Regions from separate parts of the Arachis hypogaea genome. Here region 2 is linked to region 1. The links are chromatin contacts, called in public Hi-C maps. All regions are on one chromosome and are shown on one strand. Each heading gives the region's core, a stretch centred on a gene start, on an enhancer-like site or on the middle of the called end of the contact. The rest is flanking DNA. Distances are from core to core; before and after follow the strand shown. Region 1 holds the start of LOC112735972. Region 2 holds the start of LOC112732432.

The links. Hi-C and Micro-C count contacts between places; a contact is called where the count stands out from the background.
Region 2: a contact with region 1 is called in a Hi-C map of leaf, with 1.7 times the contacts expected there. The contact joins the promoter of LOC112732432 here to the promoter of LOC112735972 in region 1. A contact is called at or near these places in 2 of 8 Hi-C or Micro-C datasets (both in leaf).

What each region holds. Positions count from the first base shown.
Region 1 is chr13:100,085,825-100,091,126 of arahy.Tifrunner.gnm2.J5K5, reverse strand. LOC112735972 reads right to left here and starts at 2,367. Exons shown (of 4, transcript XM_025785368.3): 1 at 2,258-2,367; 2 at 1,570-1,665; 3 at 1,318-1,378; 4 at 642-966. The coding sequence starts at 1,663. The coding sequence ends at 942.
Region 2 is chr13:100,365,164-100,370,465 of arahy.Tifrunner.gnm2.J5K5, reverse strand. It overlaps LOC112732432, which reads right to left and starts at 2,589. Exons shown (of 11, transcript XM_072212166.1): 1 at 1,980-2,589; 2 at 1,559-1,719; 3 at 1,321-1,390; 4 at 339-445. The coding sequence starts at 2,412. TRNAA-CGC (transfer RNA alanine (anticodon CGC)) reads right to left here and starts at 2,714; the gene lies at 2,642-2,714.

The sequences.
Region 1 (5,302 bases), core at 1,118-3,617:
CTTTTAAATAATTTTTAAAAAAAATTATCTTTTTAAATTTTTATTTATTTAAACATCAAGAGAATAATTTAAAGGATAAATTAAAACTCTTAGTTATTGCTCTTTTTAGAATGCTTAATTAAATAAAAAAATCTTGCTATACGTTAAAAGCATTTGGAACCAAATCCGAAGTGATTTTACCAATTAAAATCTTCTCTTATTTAATAAACACCCAAAATGCAAGCTTCAATTTTCAAATCAAATAGTTTTTTTTTTTTTGTATGCATGTTTAAAATTTAAAAAGGTAAACCTTGCTGCACAAGTAGTTCCCAACCTGACAAAATTGCCCCAAAGAGGAGAATGTATATGCTTTCATGGCTTTGATATTTTCTTTTTTATAATAATAATTGAAAAAACAACAACAACTAATTAAATAAACTAAATAACGAACTTGGTTTGGTCAGCTTGATGATACACTTATGTATGCAGTAATTTATTTGTTAGGGACAACAAAAAAGCAAACTAAATTCTGTAGACTTCCTTTTGATTTTCTCTTTAAGCTGTCTTCAATTTAGAAAGAAAATCTTATGAGATCAAAACAAATTTCGTTAGCTTCAGTCGCTTGATACATTTTAAATATGGGTCTTTAATGAAACCTTCTATGGCTTTAAAGAGGATCTCACATTTTGAATTTTCAATAGTACAAACACAATAGTAAAAATTCTCAAAAAAAAAAAAATTGTTACAACGTAGTAATGCAATTATCATCCAACATAATACAATTTAACAAGCAAGCAAATGTCAAAAATATAAAATTAACGATGGTGCACAACAAGCATGAGATGCGCAATTTCTGTTGGCAGCTTGAAGAAACTCCAAAGTCAGTTCATATCAAACTGCTATAGGATATTTTCCTAGTCAGCTACACCAAATGCAACTAATATGAATTCTCAAGTCATCATCTACATATACTGCTTGAAGACATACCTGCCATTAAAATGTAACTACACAATTTGGTCAAACTGGTGGAGCAGGAGCAATCTTTCTAGTACTGAAGAAAGTAGCAAAAGGCTGCTAGCATTGTTACCAAAAACAATTTATGTATAGCTTCAGCAATAAAATCATTTTGAAGAGCATTTTTTAAATGTAATTTTATATTAAAGGGCTTCTGGGGTTGCTTTACAAAGAATCCACATTTACTTGCGAATCTGGCGAAAGGCATATGTGAAAAATGGATACTAACTTGCTAAATTTTTAATAAAAGGCTATCTCGCAAGGCTAGGTAAATTTACAATAATTAAAATATATATTAGAAGAGAGAAAATGGATTGCACTCACCTCCTGAAAAACTCAGTAACATATCGTATCACGAACCACATTAATACAATCAGCAAAATATCTGGAAAAGTTTAGGAACATATACAAGCAGTACCACAACAGACAAGATTGCACATGAATTCAAGGCACTCAACTTTGCGCTGTTTGTCGAATATTGTTCTGAAATAACTTTTGGAAAGAAAAAAAAAGAAAAAGAAAAAGAAAATGTAAATAAGGTAAAAGCCATGTAAAAGAGACTGCAATAGAGGATACTGAAAGTACAGCGTTCCCACCAATCCAACATATAAAGCCCAAAAGTAACATTGTAGAGGAAGATCTTGCGCTGAATCCAATTCATTTCACCCATGGCTGCAAAAAAAATAACAGTAATTTTGTTCAGAATCAGGTACTCAACAGCAATAAAACTTATTTTAAAATACTTTTCAGTATATATCATGCTCAACAGAGCAAAGAAGTGCCTCACTGAGTCCAACTTAGTATGCCCAACAAGGTTTTCAGGGGCGAGCTCCTACACAACCATGAGAAAGAGTTGCAAGAACGTAAAAATGTAGCTAAGAACGGAAGTTCCTACTAGAATGTACAATATTTTATTATACAAATACATACATGCGCAAATTAGTGACAATTAACACAATTATACTTGTATTGACAATGGATAATGTCATCATTCACAAATTAGATGAGTTTGGTTGCGTGATTTTAATAAATAGATGGCATGCAATCATCAAACGAGCAAACAAATCAATCCAGATCGACAACCAATGGGTACGGGTAGCAGTGGACCAGATCGGGCAACATGAAATTTGCAAGTAAAATATTAGAGCTTTCATGAATGTATATGTTAAGACAGCAAAATATTCAAATCAAAGAAGAAATAAGAGAGCATATGAATCAAGACGGAGGCAATTGAGAGAGAGACAAGACAAGACAACGTGAATACCTTTGGCTTATGGATCCAGATAGAAATGGAGGGAAAGAGAGAAGAGAGACAAGACAACGTACGAAGACAAACTATGTATCAAGTAATGAAACCTGGGGGCTACCAACATCACTTTTCACTTAGCCATATCAAAATTATAAAAATATCCATGTCTTGGGGCTACTAACATCACTTTTCACTTAGCCATATCAAAATTACAAAAATAACCATGTCTTAATTTTCTTATTACTAACGAATCTGTCTTCGTAAATCATGTTGAATTGTTGATCTCTTCAATTCAATTCAATAAACTCCGAACGTCACGTTTCTAAGCTAATCACCAATCAGCTATAATAAGCTTTTAGCTTGGGCCACCCTACAAGCTCAAAATTCATATTCAATTCTTATTAGTAAAAATAAAAACTGCCTTTTTCTATAGACAAAGGGGCCAAAGGCCCAACAAGTAATTACCACATACAACTAGCACGAGTATTGGGCTAAGTTAATTATAAGAAGATATCTTGGACTCGTCCCTATTTCTTCCAAAGCCCTTACTCAAGTCCAAATATGTACCCATACCACTTCATTCCAAAATGATTGACCAAACATTAAGAAATGTATTTTGTAGCTAGATTGAGTGCTAGTTTAGATTGGCTTTTTTAGTGAAAAAAAATACTTTTTTTTAAATAAAGTACTTTTATTAATTTAAAATTTATTTGGATATGTCTTTTAAAAAAAATATTTTTATTAAAAAACAAAAGCAAAAGACGTTAATATTTAAAAACTCTTTTTAAAAATTCTATCTAAATGTGAAATAATTTTTGTTTGTTAAAAAAGATCTTTTTTAAAAGGATGAAAAACATAAGTACTTTTTTCAAAAATCAATCCAAACTAACCCTGAAGCCAACGTATAACCTAATAATATAGTGGTAAAAAAAAAACCTAATACTATAACCGTCGTTAGAGGTTTGTACTAAACTACTAATTACATATCTCGTACTTTTGAAATGACCACACCCATGTTTTAGACCGGTTGAATTCAGTTGTGAATGTGACCTTTGTACGTGAATATGTAGTGTGAGTGAGTGTTTGAATATAAAAAGAAAAAAAAAAAGAAGTTCTAATACTATGACTAATATCCAAAAGAAAAACATAACTAAATGTATACGTAGTGGAGCCAGACATAATTGCCTGAGGATCGTGGTAGAGGCTGTACTCCACCAAACTGTGGAAGAATTCGATCTACCTGGTGTCAGTCTATGACAACAAAATATATCAACGTTGTCACGCTCCTCCATAATGCCATATGCCGAGGCTCAAGTATCTCTGGGTGTACCACCTGCACTACGTCGTGAGAGCTATACGTCATCCAAGTGAACTGTGCAAAGAAATAGTTTTGGAATGTCATTATTAGATATACAGTGTTGCCAAGCTGACATTAGATATTAACTATTTAGATTTGACAAAATACTCAGGTCCCTAGCCTGAAGGAGATCTATCCTGAGCCTTGGTGTGGAATTTATAACCCACAAACTAACCGGCAAGTGCACCAGGTCGTACCAAGTAATACCTCAGGTGAGTGAGGGTCGATCCCACGAGAATTGATGGATCAAGCAACAATGATTGAGTGATTGGCTTAGTTAGACAAATAGAAAAGTTTGACTTTTCTTACTAACTATTTTAATCATGCAAGATTTAATTCATGACAAACTATATGTGACTAAACCCTAATTTTTTAGACCTTTTTAGTCTCCTAAAATTCATCAACCGCCAATTTCTTGGTCACTTAATTCCAATTAGAAGGTGAAGTTCAATTCTAGTTTATATGCCACAAAAACCCTAATTACCCAAATATAAAAGGATTATATGTCACATATCCCGTTAAGTCCAGATAATTAGAAGTTTAGGAGAATATGTTTTCAAGCTCTTGTTCAAGTAAAGAGCTTTTTCAAGTTATACAAGAACTCAATTAGAACAATGGTCAAACTTCCGTTCCACCCAGATTCATAAAATAAAGGACGAAAATAATTCTTGAATTCTAAAACAATACATGAATTAAAATAGAAAAATAATAGTATCAATCCATACAATAGACAGAGCTCCTAACCTTAACAGTGGAGGTTTAGTTGCTCATAATTCAGGGAGAAAACTAGGATTCTGAAAACTGTAAATTGCGGAATGAGGTAGAAGAAAAGAAGATTCTTTTCCCTTTTATATCTAATCCTAATTAATGTAAAATATATTTTTAAAAACTAAAATAATATCTTTTCCTAATTATAAATAAAATAAAATAAAATCAAAATTTATTAAACTTCATGCGCAGCCTTGTATGAGTGCATGGGGACCATTGGATTCGTTCAGGTCCACGCTGAACTTGGGAATTCTCAAGTTCAGTGTGGATGAGAGCAGTATGCGTCCTTTGGAGCTTTGAATCCACACTGAACTTGGAAATTCTCAAGTTCAGCGTGGATTGATGCGCACATTCCCCTTTTGATCCTTCAAACTGGCGCTGAACTTGAATAACTTCAAGTTCAGCATGGAGTGCTCGCACAAAGTGGAAGAAAAGGATATACTATTATATATCGTTGGAAAGCTCTGTAAGTTAGCTTTCCAATGCTACTAGAATCATATCAATTGGACCTCTGTAACTCAAGTTATTTCTGTTTGAGTGCAAGGAGGTCGGGATTGACAGCATCATTCGCTTTCTTCCTTTTCTGCTACAAAACTCTGTCAAATCCATCTGAATGCTACCTGAAATAAACAGAAATTGCAAACAACTCAAAGTAGCATTCATAGTGGCTAAAAGTAATTGAATCTTGATTAAACTTAGTAATTCAAATGCAAATTCACTATGAAAAGATAGAAAAGATGCTCACGCATCACAACACCAAACTTGAATTGTTGCTTGTCCTCAAGCAACCGAAATAAGTACATGATTGAGATGTGAATTTGCAAGAGAAGTGAAAATTCAGTTATGCTCATGTCTATTCTTAAAGTAGGGCTTATCTCTTGCAATCCTGAATAGTTTTGGCATCTCACTCTCCTTTGAATTAGAGGAAGGTCACT
Region 2 (5,302 bases), core at 1,340-3,839, 280 kb before region 1:
CCTGCTTTCATATGACATATTTTCGTGACAGGCTTGCAACATTGTAAGAAGTAGATAAAAAGAAAAGAAATGTTGAAATGACAAAGATCTTGCATTAAAATAACCTTTGCATAGTATAATTGTTTGCAGTGAAAGTTTTACTACTTGAACAATGAGCATGTATTTGTATCTCATGGAAGCTATAGGTAAGGTGTCTGTTGTTTAAATGGCTTCCCTCGGATGACTAACCAACTTATACACAAGTCATATATAGGTCCTCGATTACAACTCTTGCATTAATCAGAGAAAGACGCCAACATTAGATGTCAAAGACTCAAAGGTGAGTGGAGGGTATATACCACCATAGAGTGAACAGCCGCAGGAATGCTTTGCTTCTTCATTTTCAGGAAACTTAACCCCCTTTCCCACGCTGTAATGTCCATGCTGCGTTCGGCAGGAGGAGATCCTTAGAAAAAGTGAATATTCCATGATCAACACCATGCACATACATAGCATTATATTAACTTAAGAGACAGACACTCAGACACTGATTATACCAAAAATAAAACGGGAAGAAAAAAGATGATATTGAATGGCTCATGTATGGTGCTTCGAGCAGCAAATATAGAAAACACAAAAGTTTATAAAAACTCAAATCATCCAACAAAAAGGTTACATATATCCTAACTAAAAGTAAAATCAAAGGGAAAGAAATAAGAGGACGATACCAACCTGATTTCTTCTGACTGAATACTAACTATGTCACCTGAAACAAGCTCATACTGGTAGCGACACTTTGAACAAGATACAATCTGCAGAAGAAATGTCCATATACACCTTATAACTATCACAAAGATCAAGAGTCGTAATCATACGAGATCTATCCAGAATTTGACTAAAAGACAGATGTCAACCAAGGTCTATATAGCATAACATTACTTCACTTGCTCTTGTCATATAAGTTTGGCCTTAATGTCATCATAGCAGGCATGAAGGTTTGGCAAGAATTTTTAGTAGCCCTTTTTAGTTTTCACAGATCCCATGGGTGCTATGGATACACAATTTATTTGGTGATTAGACAGATATTGACTCGTCCTTGACTTATTCCATTATTTGGGGCCCGTATATTTTACAGAACATCAAGATCTCTACTCTACAGAAAGAAGGATCAAGAAACTGTCTGCATGTATTGATCAAAGCAATAATACAAGTACCACGTATCATAATTCAAATAACAAATGAAATCATCAATATGTCTGCCACTCAAAATGATTGCATCCGTACCCTAAAACCGGTTATGGGCATCATAAATTCACAGTTGACATGGAGATACCTGAATACCTTGTTGTGGCTGTGCAACTGCAACAGCTATCTGACAACTAGGACACCTCACTACCTTTCCAAATCGGACCTGTGATAAGATAAAAGGAATATACAACAATATATAAATGAAATTTACATCACTGAAACAAATTCAAGAGCCGAATATATCACATGCACGTGTATAAATTAGTAAGAATGCAGAACCATAAATAAAGCAGTGAAAGACGAGAAGGAGGATATAAGTGCTTAACCATACCTCCTCACCAGGGGATACCCCAACCTCACAGATATATTTGAGCACCCTAAGGGCATCAGAAACCCTCAGAGATGCCGCCAAACCCTGAATCAAGATCGTATATACATGTGCATTTGGCCTCGACCACTTCCATCCCTCAACCAAAGGTCCATTCCCGCCAACTGATCATAAAGCAAGAAAGTATCATTAAATAGCAGCTAAACGCTAAGCAAAGCCGACACAATGAATACACAACAACACCACAATAAAAAAGCTTCTCCAGCAAAATAACCTCTCAGGTTTCAGCAGCAACATGAACTTCATCTTCTTTAATTGTTAAAAGAAATTAAAGGATAATACTATACAGTGTGAAATGAGCTAAAATTAAAGGAGAAATTAAGCTTAAAGAAAAGAAAGATATAGCGATGGAAGCATTCGTGACCTGAATCGAGACTTGCGCGCATGGCGTAGAAAATGGACAACGCGAGCTCGGAATTGTTCCGCTGAAGCGCGGCGGAGATGATGGTGGAAGAATCGTCAGCGGAAACGAGGCCGCCTCCGTTTCTTGAAGAGTTCTGTGCGATCATGAGCAAGGCATCATCGGCGTCTTTGGCAGAGGCGGCGACTCGGAGGAGGAGCTGGTGGTGGTCGAGCTGGCCGGCATCCTGAGAAATCTCATTGTGGCTTTCACTAAGGGAAGCTCTGGAGAGGTTGTTGGAAGTGAAGGGAAGAAACGGAGAAGAGGAGAAGATGAGAGTTGGAAGAAGAGTGTTGGAGCTGTGGTTTGCACAGGTTTCGGGGAGTTTGTTGAGCGGAGAAGAAGAGTGACGAAGGAGGAGGCGAGAGAAGCATGGAGAGCACAAGTTCAGTGTCATAACGGGAATCTTCTAGAAGGACCGGTGCGAAGCTAAGGTTGGTTTCGAAGCAAGTGGCGGTTATGGGGGCGGGGGTTGCTGTTTGTTGGTATGCAATGATGAGATGAGGAACGAGGGGCTGTCAGGATTTTTGTGGGGAGTGAAACTTGAGTGAGAGTCCGTGCTGCAAAATTGGATAACGAACTTTTTCGGCCGTTGGATCTTTTCGCATCTAAACAGAATAATAAAATGGAGGTGCGGGGAATCGAACCCCGTGCCTCTCGCATGCGAAGCGAGCGCTCTACCATATGAGCTACACCCCCTGGATGGAATATTGGATCAAGATAAATAATCTCACCTCTAAATATTTAGACTATAAGTTTATGCAAATTTAACATCTAAGACGACACATTTCATTTCCCATAACATATGTTTTATAGGCACATGAAGTACCAAAAATTTATAGAAGTTATTAGCGGTTTTCCAGTTTATTCTAATTGATATAACCTTCCAAATCAACTCCAATTAGTTTGACACTATTCCAAAAACGTGTTCTTCTATTTTAGGATTAATTACAATTTTAATTCTTAAAGTATAGGTTTAAAATTTTTTTTATCTTTAACTTTTTTTTGTATATAAAATGTCTCTAAAGTTTAACTTAATTTTAAAATCGTCTTTTTTATCAAAATTTAAATTTTTATTACTAAACTACTCCTAATTAAAAAAATATAAAATAAAAAAAAAAAGAAAACACGAGAAAAAGGAAAAGCGCAAAACCGAAGAAGAAGAAGGGGGAAGGTCAGAGGGGAAGACAAAGAAGGGAGAAGAGAAAGGGTGAGGGACAGACGAGGGGAAGGGCGAGGGACGGACGGACGTCGACGCCAACAGATCCGTAAGGGTGGACGTTGCACGCCGCTCGCCATTTCTGCTCCTCCTCCTCGCTGGTCGTCGCTGCTTCTCGTCACTCGCTGCTGTACTTCGCGTCCTTGCCACTGCTTTGCGTCCTCACTGCTGGTCCTCCCTATGGTTCCAATTCTGTTTTTGATTTGTTGATTTTGTCAATTACATTGCTCATTCTTCTGTTAATTTATATTGTGAAATTTTTTTATTTGTGAATTTATTGATTTTGTTAATTACATTATTTCTTATTCTATTATTATTGTTGATTCTAATTCTATTCTGCTTCCATGGTTATTTTGCTTCAGTTTCTTCTGTTTTTGATTCTGATTCTATTATTCATTGTTGTTGTTGATGCTTCTAGTTGCTTCTACTTTAGTTTCTTTTGTTGTTGTTCTTTGGAGTTGAGAGAGATAGTGATGGAGATTATACAGATTTATTTTTTTATTTCTATTTCTGTTTTTTTTTTTTTTATGTTTATTACATTGTTTCATTCTTATTGTTGCTGATGCTTTGATGAAAAAGAAGAAAAAAAAAGAGATGATGCTGTGATGGAGAAAAAAAATAAAAATAGAAAATGAGGATTTTGGTGAAGAATGGAAGGGATATTTTGGTTCGAATAACAATTTAAAATCAAGTTATACCTTAGGGACGAATTCGAAATGCAAAAAAAAAAAAAGATTCGGGACGAAAAAAATTTTCAACCCCTACCTTAGGGAGCAAATCATACTTAACCCTCTATTTTACTATCACTTAGGCTTTTGACTTTTCTATACATTTTATGATTTTAGTAAAGCTTGTTTCATGTTTGTGTTTGGAGTGTAAAAAATAAGACGATATTAAACTTGTTCTATCTTTTTTCTTTCTAAATAATTATATTCTTTTAAAACGGATAGTATTCTAATACCAAAAATATTGATATGATATATTTTGGTGTTAGTATACATACCTCTCTTTCTTCAATTTATTTTAGAAAAGTATACTTTTTTGTAGTTATATAAAATTAGTGTTTAATAAATAATTATACTAATTATCAATCATTTTTATTATCAATCATTCTAATTATACTAATTTTTAATCATACATAATTAACATTTATATGATATTTACATTAATAACATCTCTTTCTTCTCATCTTATTTTAAGAAAATATTTTTTTATAATTATATAAAAATCAATATTTAATGAATAATTAAACAAATTATCAATCATTCTAATTATATTAATTATTAATCATTCTAATTGTCAATAATTATAATATAATTACTATTTATATTATATTTACGGTAATAATTTTGTTATGCACATGTATATTAATAACACATAAATTGATATACTAAAGGTTATACATAGTGCCATGTATGAGATTTATGAGTCTAATATTTAGAACCAAAGTATTTTGTTTAATTTTTTAATTTATTATTTTTTCTTGACTACTTCACACAACAAAAATATATTCTTCGTTTTTCATCGAAATTGACTCTGTAAAGGTATAACCTATAACTTTTAACAATATTTTATTAATGTACACATTCTATTATTCTTTTGATAATTTGATTATTATTCTTACTCAAGCTTTTTTTCCATCTAACCTTACGACGCAATTATTCTTTGCCGTAATCATTTACAATGCACCACATCCATCAAATACTACCTAGGATTATATTCACTAATCCGGGTTCTATTTACATGGATGTAAGAGTTCAACGAATGGTCAATAAACTCTATTTTATTGAAAAATGATTGGATCTACTCATATATTATAACCAACCTAATGGAATGTGGATAATGTTAGTTTTCTTAGAAGGAACTCGATTTTTAATTGAGCAACTGCTTCTAAGGAGCTTTATAGGCCAAATTCAAATTCCATCCCTCTATACTTTTTACGTGTGCCACCAAATTTTCGTAGTGGAGATGTAATTTCAAATATTGATATTATGTTTAAATTTTCTTCTTTTAAATTTTTCATAATCAAAATATTTTTTATAACATATTATGATTTTTTTTTCCAGAA